Linked DNA regions of Mus musculus: region 1 is linked to region 2. Evidence: chromatin contacts called from public promoter capture Hi-C data. All regions are on one chromosome and are shown on one strand. The core of a region is the stretch at or near the end of the contact, and the rest is flanking DNA. Distances in the headings are between cores, read along the strand shown. Region 1 has its middle 23 kb from the start of Nyap1. Region 2 overlaps Agfg2 (ArfGAP with FG repeats 2).

Region 1 (7,907 bases), core at 1,521-4,020, 67 kb before region 2:
TGTGATCCCTGAGAATCAAACTGAGGCCATCAGCCATGGTTACCCCAAGTGATTGATAACTTTGGACCCATTTGATCTTAAGACAATGTCTCAGCTCTTGCTCTTGCTCCTTCGCCTGCTTGCTGCGTGAGACTGAGTAACTGCTAGATCCTTGGACTTCCATTCACAGCTGCGACTGAACAATTGTTGGGAATTGGGCTGCTCCTGACTCCCCGCGGGACTTCCAAGGCAGCATAACTTCTGGTCCAGACTGGGCTGTCAGGCTTTTCCAGGAAGGATCCAGGAACCCCTTAACTAATCCAGGCAGTGACCTGGGAGAACTCAGGAGAACCCGTGGCAGCTCCCAGCATCCAGGATGTTCACTCTGACCAAAGCCTTGGAAAAGGCTCTTCTCCAGCATTTCATATACATGAAGGTGAACATCGCCTATGCCATCAACAAGCCATTCCCCTTCTTCGAAGCGCTCCGGGACAAATCCTTCATCACTGAGAGAATGTACAAGGAATCTCTGGAAGCCTATCAAAATCTGGTCCCTCTGTCCAAAGTGGTGCACAATATTCTCACCAGTCTGGAGCAGACTTTCCACCCGTCAGTGCTGCTGACGTTGTTCAGCAAGGTCAACCTCCGGGAATACCCCAGCCTGGTGGCAATTTTCAGAAGCTTCAGAAACGTTGGTTATACCTACGAAGAGAAAAACAGACCCCCACTGACCCTGCTTGAAGACCTGGCCAACCCAGCAGAAGGGTGCTCCCTTCAGACACTGCTGCCACCACCCCGACCCCAGATATCGCTGCCTGTTGCAGCCGCCAGCAGCTCGCAACATGAACGGTTCGACTGAGAAGGCTACTCGAGCTGTAAGAGAGGAATCTAGACGGGGCGAAAGAAGAAACGGAGCTAAGACAAATTCATTCTGATCAAAGCTCAAATTTTATTGTTGGGACACTAGTTATGAAGGAAGGGGGAGGGGACCCGATTCCCGCCGAATAATCTCGGGTCCAGTAGAAAGGTGCACGTGTGTGGCTCCTCAGGTTCCAGCAGTGGGCGTGGCAGAACGAATGAGCAGGAAGCTCCACCCTGAGCAAGCAGGTTTCAGGCTGGGGGAGGGGAGACTACAGCTGCCAAGTCATCTGTCCTCAGCACCAAGAGTCTGTGACCCCAGAGCAACCGCACAGCCAATCATTGAGGTCCTGGATGAGCAGCCCAGTCCTTCTCCCCGAGCTGTGCCTCTCCCTGGCTGCATTCAGGAAGGAAAAACCACTCCAGTGTCCTCCAGAGATCACCAGAGAAAAGATAAGGAAGACTCTCGAGAGATGCCCCACAGTCCCTCAGGACCCGAGTCAGTGGTAAAAGATGACTCTCCAGCAGCAAATGACCTGGCAATGACCCAGGAAGTACCCTGCACACCTGCAAACAAGAAAGCAAGAAGAAAAAAAACGTCCGAACTGGTCAAATTCCAAAAGAAGACGGCAGGGAAAAAAAAAAAAAAGCCCCGTCAAGATGAGATGATGGTCGTCTCAGCAGGAGTGGCTTCACCTGGACAGGGAGTTCAAGAGAAGCTCAAGGCGGTGAGCAGGAGGACTTTGTGGAAAGATGACTCATCTACGAACGTGAAGGAGGTGACCAAGACACTAAGAGCAAGGATGAGGTGTGCCCAGACATCCAATTCACAAGAGATCAGCAAAGAGGCATCAAAAACAAGTGGTAGAAAGAGGCCCAGCACAGCACGAAGAACCACACAGGTGCATCGAGGGTCTAATGGGTGAAGAATTCCTGAAGTCCCAATGCCTTCGATTCAGCCTGGTCCCCACTTTGCCACAGATTACTCAAGTTGCCATCTACCATCCTCTTATTGATCCATCTTGCGCTGCCATCCAGTGCAATTGCTCATCCATTCATCTGGACCCAGTCTTGCCTTTTAGGCTCTGCAGTGGAACTCAACTCTACAGCTCAACCATGACCCTGCAGTCAAATCCAATCATGACTTCAGTGCCTGTCCAGAGGGCTCAGGGTCCTTTGTTATCTCACCCTACAGACTCCTATGACTTCCCAGCTGTCTCCCAACTCTGGCTTGTCAAGTGTTTGCCACCTTAACTCTTGGTAGCTAGCCTGTAATATATAGATATAGGGATAGAGGTAGATAGAGATATGTTACATATGACTTATGTTGTTAGTAAGTTATAAACTTATGTTTAATGTATCAGCTAAGAGTTAGTAATTATGTTGGAATGGCCTGTTTGCCTTGGCCAGGGTCATTAAGGAAAGCGGAGCTATCTGACAGATGACTACCAGTGAAACCACTGCTTGTGGATTTGTTATTATTCAATAAAATGTTTTAGAAAGAAAAAAAAAAAAAAGACAATGTCTCACATAGCTCAAGTTGGCCCTGAGCTCCCAATGTAGAAAAGATGACCTTGAATTTCTGATCCTCCTGCCTCCTCCCCAATGCTAGGATTACAGGAATGAATCACCGCTTTGGGTTGTCCCCATCGTCCTGACTTGTGGAATAGCCTGGGCTTAGTTGTCCTGGTAATCATAGAATTCTGCATGAACTTGGTTGCTTCCTCCAAACGCCTCTTACAGCTCACAGGAAGTGGGAACTAGAGGATCCCGGCACTTCCTATTCAGGCTTTGGCTTCTGTTGTGTGTGCAACAGCAGAGTGATAGTTGACCCTGAGTGTCCAGCATCCATGTCTCTGTCTCCTCCATGACGGTGCTCAGCATGCTGTCTGGGCTCATCCAGCCCACACTTTGTCCTCTGTCACCACCCCAGGGCAATCTCTGGTTACTAAAAATGGCTGACATCCAGAACCCACAGATCGGAAGTTCCAGAGATGGCATTGCTACCATATCAAAAACTTTCCGCTGACCAGATGGTGACCTTTTCTGATTGTGTTTGGCATTCCTTCCTTAAAGCTCAGGGATGGGTGGGACAGGGACATGTACACAGTCCAGAAACTTCGGTCACGAGGGGGAAACCTGGAAAAGTTAGAATCAGAGGGAAAGTTTTAAATATGTGCGTTATTTACCGCAGGGCCCCTTCCTATCTGAATTTACTCGGCTCATCTAGCAACTTAAAAGATATCTCTGCATTCGGGTCATAAACTGTCATGGTTGATACCCTTAGACACATAACAGCAAAAAGATAATGAAAAACACTCCCTCTTCCCCATCTCTGCATTTCAAGGTTGGGCTGAAAGAGTACAAAGACCTGGAAGAAAAACCTACCATCTCCTCCCAGTTTCGTTTTGTTTCATTTTGAGACAGATTCTCGTCTATGCAGACAGATTTCCAACTCACTATGTAGCCCAGGATGATCTGAACTCATGACCCTTCTTCTTCAACTTCCCAGGTTCTGGAATTACAAGTGTTTACCATCGGATCCAGCTTCCTTCTCTTATAAACTCCCTCCCACGTGCTGGGATCTCAGATGTGCACCATCACATCTTAGATCTCTTGCTCTCCTTCGTAGCTAAGTGAATCAAGAGAGCTCTGAATGGAACCTTCTTTTTTTTTTTTTAAAGATCTATTTAAGTGGATGTGTGTGTGTGTGTGTGTGTGTGTGTGTGTGTGTGTATGACAGAGTAGGGTGTTATATCCCCTTGGAGCTGGAGTTATAGGCAGTTATGAACTACTGAATGGGTAATGAATCAAACTCAGGTCCTCTGGAAGAACAAAGAATGAATTATCAACCACTGAACTACCTCTCCAGGTCCCGGGAGCTTCTCACAGACAGCACACTTACTTATGTGGAGGCAGAAAGGAGCCCCAAGGCAGCAAAATGCGACTGGAACACATGACAAGTTAGCTTCTAAAGCCCTGGGGTAGGGACGGTCCCTCCCTTCCTAGGTCTACTTGTTTACCTCCCCAGCCCGCTGCTGTAGCTGAAAGAGAGGCATACAAATGAGGAAGGATTCCTGTTCTTTGATTTTTGCCTAAGAGGAAGTCTGATGAAGGAGGGACAGTGACCCTGCCTGCCACCAGAGCAACACGTCTCTCTTTTTTAACTTAATTTTTCAAAAGCTTTGTTGTATGTGTATGGGTGTTTTGTGTGTGTGTGTGTACCACTTGTGTGCCTGGTGTGGAAACTGGAAGAAGGCATTAGATCCCCTGGAACTGGAGTGATAGATGTTGTAAATGTCTTTGTGGATGCTGAGAATTGAACTCAGATCCTCGGGAAGAGAAGCCAGGGCTCTAAGCCACTGAGATTCCTCTCTAGCCCCTCCCCCTTTATTTTGTTTCATTTCATTTCATTTCATTTCATTTCATTTCATTTCATTTCATTTCATTTCATTTTTAAATAGAAGATCACTATACAGTCCTGACTGGCTTGAAGCTTGCTATATAGATCAGCTGGCCTCAGACTCACAGAGGTCAGCCTGCCTCTGCTTCCCAAGTGATGGGGGTACTGGGAACAGAACTCAGGTCCCCTGCAAGAGTAGCAAATGCTCTTAACCTCTGAGCCATCTCTCCAGCTCACACACCATTCTGGCTCTCTGGAGTTGAGGAGACACAGGAGGCCAGTAGGGAAGCTAGCCTCTGATACTGGAAGTGAGGAACATAAAACCACCAGATGGGGCTCAGTGGTGAAGGTACCCTCCAGAGGGGGCCAGCAGCAGCAGCTGTTCTCTCAGAGGCTGAAAAGGATAACTGAAGATGGTCAGAAAGTGATGTAGGTAGGTACACTCAGCACAGGGCATGCACTTTCCTGTCTGGATGGTATTGCAGTCCAAGAAGAGATTGGAGGCCCACCATATGTTCCCTTTGGTAGTTAGAATGTGACTCTCACCCACATGATCTTGCCCACTCCCTACTTCGCCTGGGACGTCTGGCAATACCTTGGTTGTCATCAAGGCAGGTCATTGATCCACAGAAGCCTAAGGCACCACTAAACAGGACAGCCCCTCCCCACAACAAAGAATATCCTGTTTGAATACCAATCCTTGTGTTACAGACAAGGATCCCCATGAGGGGCTGGAGAGATGATGTCAGCATTGAAGACCATAAATGCTCCTGCAGAGGACCCAAGTTCGGTTTGAGCACCAGTCATATCTCCATCCCTCCAATTCCCGAAAATCTGATGCCTCTGGCCTCCATGACACCAGCACTCTTGTGAACATGAGCCCTCAACACTGCCCCCCCCCACACACACAAATACACATAGTGAAAAATAAAATAAATCCTTAAAACAGTCCTAAATCAGATTATCTTAATGCTTAGCAGAAAATAGTTTTAAATTCCTCTTGTAAAAACCTGACATGATTCTGCCTACAAGTCTTGGTCCTTTTCATTTTGTGTTACTTTTGCAAAAGAACTGGGTCTCACTCTATCTCTGGCTGGCCCGGAACTCACTATGTCAACCAGGCTGGTCTTGAATTCACAGAGATCTGCCTACCTCTGCCTCCTGAGTCCTAGATTAAAGACCACACCTAGCTCTTATTTTAAAAGTATTATTATTGTTGTTGTTGCTACTGCTGCTGCTGTTGTATTAAGGACCATACCCAGCTATTATTATTATTGTTATTGTTGTTGTTATTGTTGTTGTTGTTGTATTCATATGTGTCTGTATGATGTGTGCATGTGGACATGGGCATGAGGGCACTCTGCACGAGTCAGTTCTCTCCTTCCACTGTGGGTTCCAGGGACTCAACCAAATCCATTAGGCTCACCTGACAAGCGCTTTAGCCATCCTAGTCACCTCAGGGTCTTTTGTTTGTTTTGTATGCCAGGAAGAGTGTCTCTGTCTCTCTCTGACTCTGTGTCCCTCCCTCCCTCTCCCTCCCTCTCCTTTTCCCTGTCCTCTTCCCCCTCCCCCTCCCCCTCCAACACACAAGGCTAACCTAATTATCCATAGGGGCTGGGGCTTTAGCTCAGTAGTAGAGCACTTGCCTAGCAAGTGCAAGGTCCTGGGTTTCATCCTCAGCTCTGGGGTGGGGTGGAGTGGCAGCGGTGACAATAACCAAAAGGACCAAAACCAAAACTAAAGCAACTGAGGAAACATAAACACCCAAGTTAAGGCTCACATAACCTTTACAAATAATACTGTGTATGCATACATATATGTGATTCTGAAACCAGTATTTTTAGCTTCATCCTCTTGCCTGAGCTGCAGAAGAACAGGGCAGTTTGCCCTAGGCCCACCCTAAAATAGCACATCTGTTCTTGAGCTCGACATGGAGCTTCAACCACCTACCACGTCCTGCTCAACCAATTGTATCGGGATCTGCATGCGTCCCACAGCTAAAGTCTCTACACAGGAATATCGAGTTCCTTTCTACCTCACGTACTTGATTAATGAGGATATCAGCTTAACTACTTCAAAACATACCCAAATGACAGCGATTAAACAAATAGGGGGTTACTTCTTCCTTGTATAACTCTCTAGACATTAGTAGTCCATAGCAGATGTTCGGCTCCAGTAGAGCAGCAGCCAGGCTCTTTCTGGTTCCTGACATCCCTGAGGGCTTTGTCCCAGTAGCTTAAGGCCAAATCCACTTTTTGTGCAGCAGGGTGGACCCTGTTATGCTTCAATAGACGCCATCTCCAACCAGCACAGCACCAGGTACTGGTGACATCAGGTTGAACCAGAAACAATTGACTTATTTTTCAGATGGTAAAAAAACTGGGTTTGTGGCTCAGTGACAGAAGCCCTACCTAGAATTCCCCCAGAAAGGGGCTTAGAGGTGTGACTCAGTGGTAGAGCCCCTGCCTAGAATCCCCCAGTGAGGGGTTGGAGGCATGGCTCAGTGATATAATACCTACCTAGAATCCCCAGGGAGGGGTTGAAAAGTGCTTGCCTATCATACTCAATGTTTGCGTTCTATCACTGAGGGCTACCAGAAAAGAAAAAAGTACTCCTCAATGAACTGTCATGGATCCTCTGTTTCCCATATACCCTGATTAAAAGGAAAGTTAACAGCTCAAAAGAAAAATGACAACTTAATACGACTATATAAGAATGTTGTGGGCTGGGGAGATGGCTCAGTGGTTAAGAGCACTGACTGCTCTTCCAGAGGTCCCGAGTTCAATCCTCATCTGTAATGAGATCTGATGTTCTCTTCTGGGGTGTCTGAAGACAGCTACAGTGTACATACATATAATAAATAAATAAATCTTTAAAAAAAAAAAAAGAGTCCTTACTTGTACCATCATGGGGACCTGAGGTCAAGTTCCCATATAGCCCTAAGCCCCATAAAAAGCCAGGTGTGGCCGGGCATGATGGCGCACGCCTTTGATCCCAGCACTCGGGAGGCAAAGGCAGGCAGATTTCTGAGTTCGAGGCCAGCCTGGTCTACAGAGTGAGTTCCAGGACAGCACAGCCGGGGTGACACAGAGAAACCCTGTTTCGAAAAAAAAAAACAAAAAAACAAAAACAAAAACAAACAAACAAAAAAAAAGCCAGGTGTGGTCACACACCACTAGCCCCAGCCCTGAGAGAAGACAAGAGGATTGCTGGGGCTTGCTGACTGCCAGCTGAATTCTAAGTTCAGGGAGAGACCCTGTTTCAAGAGAATAACCTGGAGAATGATAAACAGTATAATTTTCACCCTCCTGTAGCTTCTGTTTACATGTACACGTGTGCATACACCACACACACACACTCACACACGGTCATTACCAAATGAGTGGTAATAAAAGACTATTTTTCATTTATTATGTTGTTGTTACATGAGGCCTGGAATTTGCTCTGTAGGTCGGGGCTGCCTCTGCCTCCCAAGTGTTGGTATCAAAGGCTCATACCACCAATACCCAGCCTCTGCTTTCTTTTTCTTTTCTTTTAATGTAGTGTCACTACGTAGCCCAGGCTAGCTTCAAACTCTTGAGTCTCCTGTCTCCTCCTCCCAACTTTGGGGATGACCATGAATGCCACCACACCCAGCTTAGCAGAATAGCACTTTGGTGAAAGAGAG
Region 2 (7,159 bases), core at 4,052-6,551:
AGTAAAAAATTTTTAAAAAAAGGCTTAGAAAGTTTTAAATTTTACAATATTTATTCATCGTCCCGTTGGTACGGTGCTTGCATAGCTTGTGAAAGTGTCTCAGTTTGATCCTTATCAGCACATAAATTAGACATGTTAAGCTAGGCTCATTATCCTGTCACTCAGGATAGTGAAGAAGGAGGGTCAGAAGTTTGAGGTCATTGGCTGGCTACACCGGGAGTTTGAAGTCAGCCTGAGCTACATGAGACCCTGTCTGAAAAGACACAAGAGAGGGTAGGGGTGAGAGGGATGCTGGCCTATAGTTCAAGTTGATTACATCCCAACAGTGCTGGGATCTATGTGGGAAAAGAAAGACCTGATACTCGCAGTTCCCAAAGCATCAGGTCTGGACGGCTCTACCAGCTGACAGGGCACACCCTAACCCATCCCTGCCACTGTGGCAAGATCGATCCCCAGTGTGCACGTGGAGCTAGGATGGAGGATGTAGCTCAGTTGGTAGAGCACCTGCCTAAGCACAGGCAAGGCCCCAGATTCCATCCCCAGCAACACGAGGCAGAAAAAGCTCTATAGACTTTAGAGATTTTGAGAGGTGGGCAGCTCTTCTGATAGGGCTGTGTTGTGTATGTAAGGAGTGCGAAGAGGGGAAGTTGCTAAATGTGCAGTTTCTTGGAGTTCAGTGGGTAAGGCTTTTGCTGCCAAGTCCAGTGACCTGAGGTTGATCCCAGATCCCACGTGACGGAACAAGAGAACCAGCTACTGCAAGTCCTCTGACCTCCATGTGCACCCCTTTATGCAAAAAAAAAAAAAATTAATAAGAATTAAACTGCTGCTTTGGAGCTGGTGATGGCTTCCTGGGTAACCCGAGTTGAAGCCCAGCTCTGCCCTCTAGTGTCCATAGGGGAACACTTCACAGACTATGATCCAGGCAGGAGCCAGCTGGGGTAGAAACTCTCTCCTTGGGAAGCAGTTGGAACATGGAGAGCGAGGCCATACCGAGAGTTGGCTCATTCCTAGAGGAGCTGAAACCCCTTGTTACATTAGCTCAGAAACCCCGTGTACTCTGAGGCAAGCAAGCATGGCCCAGATCCACCTGCCTTATGTTCCGTGTTTGAAAGCATGGATGGGGGGTGGGGGGGCTGTCAAGATGGTTCCGTGGGTAAAGGCACTTGCTATATAAGTCTGATAACTTAAGTTTGACCTCCAAAACCTATGTAAAAAGCACTCAACACCCACACACAAATAAGTAAGGAATTAAAAAGATAAATGCAGTCTTTAGAAATGGGGGAAGCCTAGACATTCAAACTACAGTGTTGGAAAAAGAAGCCAGAACTGAACTGGAGTGTATGTGGCTCAGTGACAGAGTTCTTGCCTAGCATGCACAAGGTCCCGGGTTCTGTCCCAGCACCGCTGGGGTGGGGGAGATAGATGGGGAGGAAGAGAGAGAGTGGGGGGAGATGCTGAGTACGGTGGCCTCCAAGCCCTCAGGAAGCTGAGGCTGACTTGCTGCAAGGTTGAGGTCTAACTGGGCTGTGTAGGGAGACCCTATGTGAAAAATGAAGGTTTGGGATGTTAGTTCCATGGTAGGGTATTTATCTAACATGCACAGGACCCTAGATTTCATTTATGGTACAATTAATAAACTAATTTCCTTTGGCCGGTTTGGGTTTTTGTTTTTTCTTGGTGGTTTGGTTTTTTTTTTTTTTTTTTTTTGAGTCAGGGTTTCTCTGTGTAGCCCTGGCTGTCCTAGAACTTGCTCTGTAGACCAGGCTAGCCTTGAACTCACAGATCCACCTGCCTCTGCCTCCTGGATGGTGATGTTGAAGGTATGCGCCACCGCTGCCTGCCTGATTCTCAAAGTTAACCGGGAACTCGGGATGTCTTTGTAGAGTGTCTGTCTATACACTGAGCCCTGGATTTGATCCTTAGCCCGTTATACTCCAGGCACACTTGTAATCCCAGCCTTGGGAGACTAAGGCAAGAGGATAAAGGAGAGTTCAAGGCCAGCCTGAGCTACATATTGAGAGCCTGTCTCAAAAAAGACAGAAAGGAGGAATGCCATTTTTGCTGAAGAGACAGCCAAGATGAGACCTTATTGCCTTACCCAGAAGTCTTCAGGGGATGAGCCCTCCTACACTAGCCACTCACAGGAGAGCCGAACTGGCTCAGAGAGTCCAGCAGGTGCCTCACCTGTCACCATTCCACCCCACCCCCACCTCCATCTCCCCTTCTCGTCTTTCCCTCAGGTCTCAGCCTAGCCTCCTTGTTTTATCCCATCCAGGAAGTGGCCAGATGTCTGCGTTTGGTGTGGCACCCCTTGCAGCTGCCAGTCAACCCAACAACCTTGCAGATGTGGGCGGCCTCCTGGGTCCCAGGATGGCTGCTGGAGGTCTCCCTGGCAGGTGGGTCTAGACACAAAGGTGACTTATCTGAAGGTTGGTGGCATTTTCACAGGCTGATAGTGCATTGTGGCTTCCTTGTCTCCCCTTGGCTTCCTGGGCTAGCCTTGGGTAACACAGTGGGCTTGCCTTCTTTGCCCCCCTGCTTGCTCTTTCTGGAAGCTGCCCATTCCCACCTCCTCTCTCTCTGCGCCACAGTGTTTTTGGGATGCCGAGCCAGGTTCCTGCCCTGCAGTCGGCCGTGCCAGGTGTTAGCGGCAGTGGAGGGCTCCCCTTTGGAGGTGAGTCTTACCTGTGGAGACCTGGAAGGGGAGGTGGGAAAAGCACCTCAAGATTGAAAGGACTCAAACCATCTTTTTCTCTAACGTCTCTCTCTTTGTGCTGTGAGCAGCCTACACCAACCCCTTCGCCACCCCTGCCCAAGCCCAGCTGCCTTCTACCAACCCATTCCAACCCAATGGTCTAGCCTCAGGTAAGTTCTCAGAACCAACTTTGAAGTTTTTAGAGTGCCAGCTCTCCTAACCTTATGTCTCTCATGGTCCAAAGAGCAGTCACCATCACGCTCTCCACACTAGCCCCCGCTAGTTCCAGCTGTAAATCTAAGCCACCTAGTGGACTAAAAATAGAAGCATCTTTGCCATAACAGTATCACAGAAAAAAACGCCACATGGTGGTGCGCCCCTGTAATAACAGTACTGCTTAAGAGAGAGGATCGTCACAAGTTCAAGGACAGGCTGGGGTACATAGTAAGATCCGGGCCAGCCTGGTCTACATAGTGAGACTCTGTCTCAAAAAAAAAAAAAAAAAAAAAGATTTAAAGGAAGGAGAGTCAAGAGAGAAGCGGGTGAGTGGAGGAGAGGGAGGGAGGGAGGGAGAGAAGAGAGGAGGGGGAGGGAAGCATGCCTTTCCCCCAAGTCGGTTCTCAAGTGTTTTTCCTCTTAGCTGAGGGCACTATGATGCTCCTGTCTCCAATCCCCTATGCAGATCCATCCCTTGGAACAGCCAGGCTTTCTTCCTTCAGTGTTCCAAGCCTAAGCTACCAGAGAACCCTCATGAACAGAGTTCTTGTTATTCCCCGTCCTTGTTAGTCAGCAAGGCCTTGTAGTTCCTTGCCCTGGGCCCTCCACAGCCTCTATTGTCCCTTAAACTCCTCAACTCCTGTTAGCTCGATGGGGACTCAGGCTGAGGAGACAGGAGGTCGCCTAGAGCAGAGTCACACGCATGCGCGCATACACACACACACACACACACACACACACACACACACACACACACGGCCTCGCTCCATCAGCTTATGGTGGCCCAGTGAGATGGGTCCCATGCCCATTTTAGGGAATAAAGCAGATCTGGGCATGAAGGCACAGAGCTGTCATCCAGCACTGGGAAGCTAGGCCATCCTTAGCTACATAGTGAGCTCAAGGACAGCTTGGGCTTACGTGAGACCCTGCCTCATAAGGGGGAAGGACACCGGGAGAGAGAATCAATGAGAGCTGACATAGCGAGGGGTCATAAGTCCCCTTATCTGTGGGCCCAGTTCTGCATGGTTCACGAGCACTGCACCCTTCAAGCCAGGCGCCCCAGGAGCATGGCGATCACAGGCTTATAGGGCTTCCCACTGTGGGAAAAGTGACCCCACTTTCTATATGGGGAGGTTAAGGTGGGAAAATGTCAGCTCATCTGCCTGAAGTCTGTTTGAGCCTCCCCTCTCTCGCTCCACAGGGCCTGGCTTTGGGATGAGCAGTGTTCGGCCTGGCCTTCTCCAGCCAGTGCCACCCTCCGGGGCCTTTGCCAGTCCCTTCTCTGCACCCGTGTTCCCCACACAGGCTGGACTGGCCGACCAGCAGAATGGTAAGAGGACCGGGTATGAGCCCCTCTTTCCTCCGCATATCCCCACTGTACATCTGGACAGTGCAGCCTCCGAAGACTGTGTGTGATCTGTTCCAGGAACCCCACCCCCACCCCGCATGCACACCGGACTCCATAGATAACTCATGCAGTTCACGTGAACGGCATTGCATTTACACAGAAACTGTGCACACCAAGTGCGCAAGTGCATTGATTTATCCCAGCAATCAAGAGGCTGAGACAAGTGCAAGGCCTGCCGGGAAGGCTCACATAGTGGAAAGAGGGCGGGAGTTGGAGCTCACTGTAGAGTTTGCCTGGCACCATTGACACTGAGTTCCAGCCCCAGTCCAATAAAGAAGGCAGGAGCCTATACACACCCCTCTCTCTCCATATGCATACCCTTTTTAAAAGGAATTTTATTTGGTATGTGTGGGTGTTTTGGCTGCAAGATGTGAACCTTGGTCCTCTGGAAGAGTGGGCTGTGGTTTTAAGTGTGGAGCCATCTCGCCAGCCTTCGCCTGTTTTGTTTAACATTTGTGTGTGTGTGTTTGGGTGAACATGGCATAGCACTGCCATGAAGGTCAAGACAACTTGTGATAAGTCAGGTCCCTCCTTCTAGCGCGGGGGTCCTGGGTATCAAACTCAGGTCATCAGGTTGGCAGAAGCCTTTACCACTGATCCACCTTGCCAGCCCCTGTTTACCTTCTCTTATTTTTTTTGTTTTGTTTTGAGATAGGTTTGCAGTGTGTAGCCCAGGCTAGCCTTGAATTCCTGATCCTCCCAGCTTGCCGGGTGCTGGGGTTAAACATGACACTATGCTTGGCTGTTTATAATCTTTTGTTTTTGTTTTTTTCCAAGACAGGGTTTCTCTGTGTAGCCCTGGCTATCCTGGAACTCACTCTGTAGACCAGGCTGGCCTTGCTTGGGTTAAAGGCCTGGGCCACCACTGCCAGGCCGGAATATTTTTAAGGATTTGTTTTCAGCCTACTCTTCTTGACCCTTAAGAAGACAGTTTACAGGGGGTGGGGCGCTGGTTGCCTGTACAGATGGAGAGTTGACCTAGTTCCCTTTCTGACCAGTAGGGGGCCCAGAGGAGCTGCAGAGCTACCTCTGTCTCCTGATGGCTCCATACTTTTCTAAGGAGAATTCTGGAAGGATCCCTCTTGGGTGCTCCCTGGGAATGTAGCAAGCTGCTCTCCTTCAGGAAGGTGAGAGACACAGTCAACCAAATTATTGTCCTTGTCTCCCAGGATCTTCCTTTGGCGACTTGGGGACCTCTAAGCTGGGGCAGAGGCCACTGAGCCAGCCGGCTGGGATCTCTACCAATCCTTTCATGGTAAGCACTGCACTGTGACATTGGAGACACACAGATCTTTCCAGAAGGTGGTAATGTGGGGTATAACTAAGACCCCTTCCTGGAGTGCATGTGTGTGTACCCATGCACTCACAGAGGCCAGAGGAGGACTTCCGGTGGCCTTCCCTATCACGCTCCACCTGACATAGGGCCTCTCATGGAACCTGGAACTAGTCTGGTGGCTGGTGAACCCCAGGGGTTCTCCGGTCTCTGTCCCTCGAGGGACACCGAGGTTGTAGGTGCACATGAGACCACCCCAGCTTTATATGGGTGCTGAGGATTCAAGATTAGGTACCCATGAAGCCAGTACACACACACAGCCCACCTCCTCCCTTTTTTTGAGACTGAGTCGCATTGTGTACCCCAGGCTAGGCTGAAACTCAGGCTCCTCCTGCCTCAGACATCTGAGTGCTGAGATCTCAGGTGTGTCCATCCACACCCAGCTCCCAGGCCCCACTCAGTCCCTCACTCCCTTCAGTGTCCCCTAATCTCCCTTACTGTCTGTTTCTCGAGTGGTGACGTTGGGTGGTCTCCAGCAGTTTCCCTCCCCGCCCCGCTAATCTAGTAACCTTTTGCTGTCTCTTTGCAGACTGGATCCTCAGCGTTTGCCTCCAAACCTCCAACCACAAACCCATTCTTGTAGCACTGTGTCATTGGGGGAAGAAGGGGCTCTCCCCTCCTGGGGGTGTGGGGAACAACTTCTACTTCTGCACCCCTCAGAGCTCTGGTGACCATTTGCCTGTGGGGCATTTCTGTGGGTCTGAGGCTGGGATTGGGCCTGGGTTGCGGGGCTTCTGGATCTGGGAAGAGGGGAGGTTTAGAAGTGTGACTTGGAGATGACTCAGACTCTAGCCTCCTGGTCTGCCGCCCAGGGGCTTCCTCTTCCTTGCTGGACACCTACCCAGGAAGAAGCCCACAAGGAGCAAAGATACTCTCACCAGGAGACCCCATAGTGGTGTATTTCTGTCAGATTATTAATTATGAAGACAGTCTTCGATCCTGTCCCTCCTGGCCTGTGGGGAGAGAAGCTAGGCACAGCCCCAGCCGCAACTTCCTCCACACCCAACCTTCCAAAGCTGCCGCTGTCCTCCCAGATGGAAGCAAAGCTCGAATGTAGGGTAAAGATGAGGCCTGGTGTTGAAAGCCACCAGATAGCCCTGGGACTGCGGAGCTTCTGGTGTCTAGTGTTTTTGTTTGCCAGGCTCGGCCACACCCACTTCTCTCCACCTCAGTTCTTCCTAGCTGCCCCCTCATCTTGTCCGTCAGGGTGGGGGAGTTTGACCTACAGAGTATGCGTGCCCGCCTCCTGTCAAGCACTTTAGTTAGCCCTGTCATGTTTGGATACCAGTGTTTTATATTTATAAATAGAGACTTTTCTAATATAGCCTATTATATACATAAATAAATATATATATGCATACACATATGTAAACAGATAAACACCGCTGGCCATTCTTTTTCTCCTAGACAACCCTTGAACTTGGGGGACTTGGGTAGGAGGATCACAAGTTCAAGACTAGCCTGGACAATTTTGGGACCCTCCGTCTCAAAGGAAGAAAAAAAA

The links. Capture Hi-C pulls out chosen DNA fragments and counts their contacts.
Region 1: a promoter capture Hi-C map of adipose tissue shows a contact between it and region 2. The contact joins two enhancer-like sites. A contact is called at or near these places in 6 of 39 promoter capture datasets (the C10 cell line, embryonic stem cells, liver and 3 more), 2 of 15 datasets of contacts at CTCF or cohesin (CD8 T cells and the NIH/3T3 cell line), 11 of 484 Hi-C or Micro-C datasets (the C2C12 cell line, the N1E-115 cell line, astrocytes and 5 more), 17 of 115 datasets of contacts at active chromatin or transcription factors (CD4 single positive thymocytes, the HPC-7 cell line, SST interneurons and 13 more) and 4 of 9 other capture datasets (adipose tissue, embryonic tail, liver and 1 more).

What each region holds. Positions count from the first base shown.
Region 1 is chr5:137,714,189-137,722,095 of GRCm38.p6, reverse strand. It overlaps the pseudogene Gm15753. Among named protein-coding and RNA genes, the nearest start is that of Nyap1, 23 kb to the left of the region's middle. Within about 2 kb of position 2,770, at least 53 of the 459 cell types and tissues checked have an H3K27ac peak or open chromatin away from gene starts, as enhancers often do. A contact at or near this core is called in the C2C12 cell line, adipose tissue and bone marrow-derived macrophages, where this site is marked.
Region 2 is chr5:137,650,848-137,658,006 of GRCm38.p6, reverse strand. It overlaps Agfg2 (ArfGAP with FG repeats 2), which reads left to right. Exons shown (of 12, transcript NM_178162.3): 7 at 2,279-2,399; 8 at 2,595-2,677; 9 at 2,788-2,868; 10 at 4,116-4,244; 11 at 5,492-5,577; 12 at 6,185-7,159. The coding sequence ends at 6,238. Among named protein-coding and RNA genes, the nearest start is that of Irs3, 8.7 kb to the right of the region's middle. Within about 2 kb of position 5,301, at least 41 of the 459 cell types and tissues checked have an H3K27ac peak or open chromatin away from gene starts, as enhancers often do. A contact at or near this core is called in the C2C12 cell line, adipose tissue and bone marrow-derived macrophages, where this site is marked.